Linked DNA regions of Drosophila melanogaster: region 2 is linked to region 1. The links are chromatin contacts, called in public targeted proximity ligation maps. All regions are on one chromosome and are shown on one strand. The core of a region is the stretch at or near the end of the contact, and the rest is flanking DNA. Distances in the headings are between cores, read along the strand shown.

Region 1 (3,526 bases), core at 567-3,066:
AACTGTGGTTCCCCTTTGCGAAGCTTGCCTGTATATGGATTCACTTAAATAACAGTAAATGACAATCTGGCAACGCCGCGGGGAGAGAGCACTCGGTCGCTCGCTCGCTCTCCCGATTGCGGTGTCGGTTGCGTATACTTGATATTTTTTTGGTGCGCAAGAAAGTCTCTCAAATTGACTGCTGTAAGGACACATGGCTGCGCAGCCGGCGTCGCAGTCGCTCTTTTTGTTTTCCTTTACTTATTTTTTCTTTTTTAGGACTTGCAGTGGAACAGCTGTTTTGTGTTATGGCAAACAGCTGTTCGAGTTGCACTGCATGCACACAAGGGCGCTGCACATTTTAACACACGTAATAATGAAATAAAACATTTTTAAACAAATTGCATTCAATACTTACAAACAAAGCCCATTAGACGGTGATTATATAAGCACTAGACTGCCAGCCCTGACAACTCAGTGTGATGGTGTTGGTGTGTCTGTTGGTGTGCCTCTTTGTGTGGCTGTTGTTGAGTGTTGGTGTGTTTTAATTTTTTTTTTCGTTTTCCGTTCGCTGGTGTTGGTGTGCGTGTGTGCCAGTTTAGTTAAATGCTGAGCACACGCACTGAAATTCAGCAACAACAAGAGCAGCTACAACAACACACCAACAACATCAATATAAGGCTAGGCAGATAGGCAAGTTTGCCTTTTAGTTGTTTCTGTAGTTTACTTTGTTGTTTTATTTGTCGACAGCGGTCTGACTGGCTAGCTCTGGTCTGGTCCCCGCCCCCTCGTAGCCCCCATCGCCGCCCTCCCCCTGGCTATATGTCGTATCTAAAACATTTGCGCTTTAAATAAATACACAGAGGGTATTATAAAAAGGCAAAAGAAACGAAACGAGGAAAACTAGTCGCGTACAAAAAAACAGCAAGAGCAACAACGACAAATTAGTTCAATGCACGCCGCCAAAAGAGTGTGTATAAAGAGCTTATCCACTCCCACCCCACAACTCTGTTATAGGGTGTGTTTGTTTTGATTTATCTTATATCTCTGTATCTTGTAGGCCCTTTCATTGATAGTACATCGGTCGTACATCAGCGTAGGGCACAGTTTCATTCATCATCGCTGCCTTAATCATCATCTGCGTCTGTCGTCTCATTGTCACTGGTACAAAGTTCACATGTACACATACATATATATGGACATGCAATCAAATAAAATTTTTTTGATTGTATAAGTTCACAGTTTCTTTGTGCGCCATTTTTTGTTCTTTCCAAATACTTATATATGTACGTACGTACATATGTATGTATAAGCGTTTCGGGTTCTTTATTTGAAATTTATTTATTGTTTTTTTTTTTTTTTGTATTTACTTTTCCGCTTCTAATTTTAATTATTCAGTTGCGAGGCTCAAAAGTCGCAAGCGAGTTTGTTTTTAATTCTTGTTGTTGTCGCGTTTGTTGTTGTTGTGTTCCCCTAGTTTCGCCTCTCTCGCTTTAGGTTTTTTCGTTTTTTTTTTATTGTTAAATACGTCGTTTAAGTTGCTCTTGGCTGGCTTGCTTTGTTTTCTTTGCAACTGCGTCGTAAAAAAGTTGCAAATTTTTTTGGGCAATTTAAACGTTAGGTACACTACACTTGTTCGAAGACACTATTGACTCTTAAAGATTCGAGAATTGAAAGAATCCCGGCACGTTACTTGACAAGAAACCCCTTAACAGTGTGACCAGATGCCAGCGACAGTCCTACTCCATACTCAACACTCTACACACTATAATTCCCAAGTGCTGAGTCCGGCTCACCGCCTCCTCCTTCTTTTCGATGGCACTGTCGGTGACGTACTGAAACAAATGCCTCACGAAACTTTAGTTTGCGGCGCAATCAACGACATACCCATACACCAACACACCAACACATTAGCGGGGAGTTCACACTGATACAGATACAGGAGCAGAGCAACAAGTATGAATGAATGCGCGCTTGCCGCGGCCTCTGCCGACGACTCTGCCGGCATCGCCTGTAGGTGTGAGTTTGCATGTAATGGTTGACGCCACACAATCGGGGTACTCGGCATCGGAATTGGAATCGGAATTGGAAACGGGGCCTGCGGAGGGCGGTCGGCATCTAACATTTTTTGGCCCGCTCTGTCTGCTTTTGTTGTCGTTGCTCCCCAGTGTTCGGAAAAACATAGCAAACAAACCTCGTACACACACACACACGCACACTCGCCCAGATACTTGCTCCGTCCCTCTCTCGCCTACAGCGAAAGCCTAGCTGCTCGATTGCATTGGCGTGCGAGAGCGGTGTCTAAGCACAGCGAGAAATTTTCATTAACGAAACGATCGAAAGCAAAATGGCGGATTTGGCAAAGGCAATCATAACTATTTATCGCATGGTTTGCGGTTTTGGGGATCCAAAATTTCGAAATGGTCTTTTAATTTTTGCATAACTTGTGTATAATTTTACGAAGTTTTGTTAATCGATTAACAAAAGTTATCCGTGTTATGCCGTCTGCACGTTTGGATTTCCCTTTGAAAAGTTTTAATTTTTTAAACAATCCAAAAAATTGTAATGCAAACCTAGCTTTCTTGGTTTATTTCTTGTACGTCGACATTTCTAATGTATTTAAGGTCCATCAATTCGTATTTATTTCGCTTAAATCCTCCCGAATATCTATAAACAAGCCAGTACAGAACAGTTTGCTCATGTAAATGAGAATTTAGACTCAAAACAATTAGCAACCAGCATTAAATGGTTCTAATAATAAGCGTAAAACGAGTTTATTTTTATTTATATCAGCATTGTAATTGCACTGCCATGTGATTAAGGCTAAGTCAAATCAATACATGGCGTTTCTTAATGATTGTGTAGTGTACGGGAACGACGCGGGAAAGGAATATTTAGAAATATGTATAGAGTAATTACGTGCTATTATTATATAAATAAGGTGCAATTCAATATCTTATAAATATGGTTGCTTAGATTAGGTCCACAGAGGGATATTACGTAAGCCGAATTACGATTTTTTCTAGGACAACTCAACATTTTATTTTACGACCAAGCTAGTCCCACATTGTGCTCAGTGTAAAGATTCACACACAAACGCACGCGATCAAAAGGCAGCAACAAAAAGGCCAAAAAGAAATCCGACAAAAAAAAGAACGAATTCCTGTGGCGGAGGCGCGCGAATGGGGAGGATTTTCGGGGTACGAGGGACTAGGGACTGGGGATTGGAATTGGGATTGGGTTTTGGGAGACTTCGAGAGCTAGTTACGCACACTGGGAAGATACAGATACAGAACCAGTCAGTGTGCCATACGAAATATGTAACATCAAGCTCATATCACAACGACAGCGACGTTGGCAACTCACCGACATAGAGATACAGATACAGATGCAGATACGAGTACTACGACGTGTGATTGTGGGTGTGCGAGAGGGCTCTCCGCTGTGTGTGTGTGCGTGTGTGAGCCATGGGGGCAATATATTCTTCTAGAAAATGAATTTCAGATCAAATCATATGGCACCCACCCTTCACGGCCATTTGATGAAA
Region 2 (3,526 bases), core at 509-3,008, 2.4 Mb before region 1:
CGCTTTTTCCTACACATATACAGACACAATTGCGCGCATATTTGCTTACGTTTTCCACACTTTTTTTCATTTCGCACTTGGTTACTCATATTTTTAGAGTTTTATATTTAACACCATCCAAAATACATACACACTGAACCTAAGCCAACATATTGTGTAGTTAATTGCCTGTTTCATTGTTAGCTTTTGAATTGCTTTCAGTACCGTAATTACTTTAATGAGGATATTTCCTTGAAAGGAGCTGCTGTTGCTATATTGTATACATTTTCATTACCATTTTCCAACGATTTTGCAAATAAGAAAAACGCAACACACACACCGCGCGATTGGCGCTGCACGAATGAAGAAAACGCAAAGAAGATCCAACAGCCAAGCCAAATGGAGTCCACAAACGACCCCCGAGTGTTGTATACATGTACGTCCGTCTGTGTGTGTGTGTGCACAGGAGGTCGGATAAAAACAACAACTGCCAGCTGTGTGTGCAACAAAGTGGATGTGGATTCCATTCGAGGAGTGTTGGGAAAACATCCGCGCTCAAGGGGTTACATGGACTTTAGCTATTGTTAATAATTTTAATTAACATATATATCATTTTATGCAAAGAAATTTAACAGATTGTATAAAGTCCCTCATGTTTTTCAGCTGATAAATGCTGGATATGAAATACGTATTCTTTCAAAGAGAAATCCTTTGACACGCTACTGAAGTTCCATTATTGAATATAATGTAATAAAATAACTTTTAAAAATGGCGAAACCCCTTTATGGTATTGTAACACTTCACCTTCAAGTGGCCAGGACGTTTTGCAGAAACCCTAGCAATTGGCGTTGTTATACACACATGCATATATACACAAAATAAATACATATACATATGTAAGTTTTTGGCTGGGGGGAGTTCAACAGGACCCAACAGCTGGCCACAGGTTGCGTTCCACATAGAGAAATGTGGGAGCCTGGGCTCCAAACGCGATCCACACTCCAGCCATATTTGTGGAACGCGACAAACAGCTGGCTAGGAAAAGGGGAAGAGGACGCAAAGGGGAAGGGAACGAAAAGAAGGGGAAGAGAAAAAGCAGGAGCAAAGGAAATAAGAACACATATGTATACGATTTGTTTTTTGAGTGGGAACAGCTGGAAATAATTAACTAAGTTCACTAAGCAAGCCAAAAGCCAATTTATAAGTGTAGTTTTGTTACAACGTTTTTGGAAATATTTTTATTTTAATTTTCAAAAATTTTCATAATAATTGCACGTGAATTAAAAGTCAATTCATTAAGTTTTTATTTTCATTAAAGTTTTTAATTCACCACCGAAAATGAAATTGAAGCCATCTTGGTCACCAAATTTTTAAGACGCAATTTGTCCAAATGGTTCTTATAACGCAAGCCAGATAGCAAATACGTATAGTTTTTTGTTCAACACGCCAACGATTTGTTTTTGTTATTTTTCAAATTGATGCCGCTGTTGCACACACACACACAAACACAAAAAATGCCAAACACACAGCGCACAGCGAAGTGATACAAAAATGTCTGCTGAGAAAACTGCGATTTTTCGCTCTTTAATCCACGTTTTCCGTACCTCCACTGACCAGTCATAGTTCACTTTGCGAGAGGTGACTTCATAAAGAACCTGCCGTTTGTGTTTTGTCAAACTTTTGTACATTTTAAAGACAAAATCACAATATTTAATTTCTTACATGTTTTCCGTTTGCCGCAAGCAGTGTGACCGCATCTCGCGAGTGACGAGTTCCGTACTGCCGGATATAAGGGCAGCACATTAAACACGAATGGATTCGTTTTCAATAATATACTTGTAAAATTATATATATGAAGGCAGATTTTGCTATATTATTTTAATGCTATTTTATTTTGAAATGGTTAATTTAATAATATTTGTTATTTTATTACTTTGTAAAGGGGATGGTGTCCCTGCTAACGATCAACCAGGGCTGGAGAAACACAGACAATAGAAAAACATCGATAGGCTTTGCCAATAACATCGATACGTTATACTAGTATTTTGCCTAATATAAGATTTGGTCACACCGCACAACACTCTCTAGAAAGACAACAAATTTTTTGGCGAGCGGACGTGTCGGCGGACAAAAAGCTTGCAAACAGAACAGAACGGAAGAACACAGAAGAGAACGACACGACACGGACAGCGGGGAAAGGTGGCAATTGAAAGAAAGTGCCATACTTAGTGTGCGAGCGAAAGAGAGAGAGAGCAAACTGGGTATTGCTTGTGTGTGTGTAGTAGTTTAGTGGTCGTGTGTGTGGGAGTTTGTGTACGAAGCGAGTGGCAAAGAAAAACACAACAAACATTATTCCAAGAAAATTTCCAATCATGTCGGTGGAATCCTCCAGTTCGGCGGTCCAACAGCCGCCGTCGTCCTCGAACCTACCGCTCCTGGGCGACAACCAGGCGGTGGCCACGACCAGCTCCGCCTCCTCGGCCTCTTCCTCTTCCACATCGTCGTCCTCCTCGTCGGTGGGCGGCGGCAATGTGGTGGGCGTGCCGCTGGACACGCAGGGCAGCGGAGAACCGCCGGCCAAGAAACAGTTGTTGGACGGAGGGGGCGGTGGTGCCACCAGCAGCAGCGGCAGCAGCTTGCTTTCCAGTGCCGCAGCCGCCTCGGGAATGCACGAAAAGCTGGCCCACCGCATCTCCAATGCCCTGTGCTGTGCCGTCTGCCTGGATTTGCCCAAGACGGCCATGTACCAGGTGAGTTTTTGGATTATTTACAGCGGCTTGAACTATAAGCCCTTGTAAACTAGAATCAAAAAAAGGAAGTAAGAGCTTTAAAAGCGAAAGAAGAAAAACAGCAAGTGCGCGTGTGTGTGTGCGCCTCATTCTGTATACAAACAAATCGTGGCAGCTCAGCTGTAAGAGTAAAACACCTCTCTCCCTCTCTCCACCCTAGCAAGACACAGCTGTGCGAGAGCGAGACGTCTAGCTGGGGCGCTCTTGCATTATTCGCCTTGAAAACATTGAAAGAGTGCGAGGGGGAGCGAGGGCGGGAGTTAAGTCCGTGATCGAGGGTGGAGCCTTTTGTGAAGATATGATGTGTAAATGTATGAAGGTTTTTAAGTTTCAGCAGATAGTTGTAGTGTGAAGATTTCCAATAAAGAATACGACTGACTTTCTTGAAGTTCAAAATCAGTATGAAGTTTATTGTCAGAGAGTGGCTACTCGAGTCCTCCGTTTTCGTCTTATACATAAGTACATAGGTTCTTAATTGTAAGCATAATGAACATGCCGACTCGGCATGTGGCTGGCTAGCTGGGGACAATGTTGCAGTGCGACTTTTGTGTAATGTCAGCATTCGGCCGGAATGTCAGCATTCGGCCGGATGCGGTGTTCCAGTTGCCGTCTTCCCGGTTGAGTGTCCGATGATTTGTTTAGAGGCGTGGGGGTTTAGGGGGTGGGGTGGTAACTCCTCCCCCCCCAGTTCGAAGTGACGGCCATAGCGAAGGTATGGATGACGCGTAGATTGGTACGTGATGATCCTCGTGGATGTG

The links.
Region 2: a contact with region 1 is called in a targeted proximity ligation map of the Kc167 cell line, with 4 times the contacts expected there. A contact is called at or near these places in 2 of 107 Hi-C or Micro-C datasets (the Kc167 cell line and wing imaginal disc) and 1 of 7 datasets of targeted methods (the Kc167 cell line).

What each region holds. Positions count from the first base shown.
Region 1 is chr3L:626,725-630,250 of dm6, reverse strand. It overlaps lncRNA:CR43334 (long non-coding RNA:CR43334), which reads right to left and starts at 1,816. Exons shown (of 1, transcript NR_048209.1): 1 at 1-1,816.
Region 2 is chr3L:3,069,365-3,072,890 of dm6, reverse strand. PAN3 (Poly(A) specific ribonuclease subunit PAN3) reads right to left here and starts at 1,758. Exons shown (of 14, transcript NM_167977.3): 1 at 1,584-1,758. It overlaps CG32486, which reads left to right and starts at 2,052. Exons shown (of 8, transcript NM_139508.3): 1 at 2,052-2,729. The coding sequence starts at 2,352.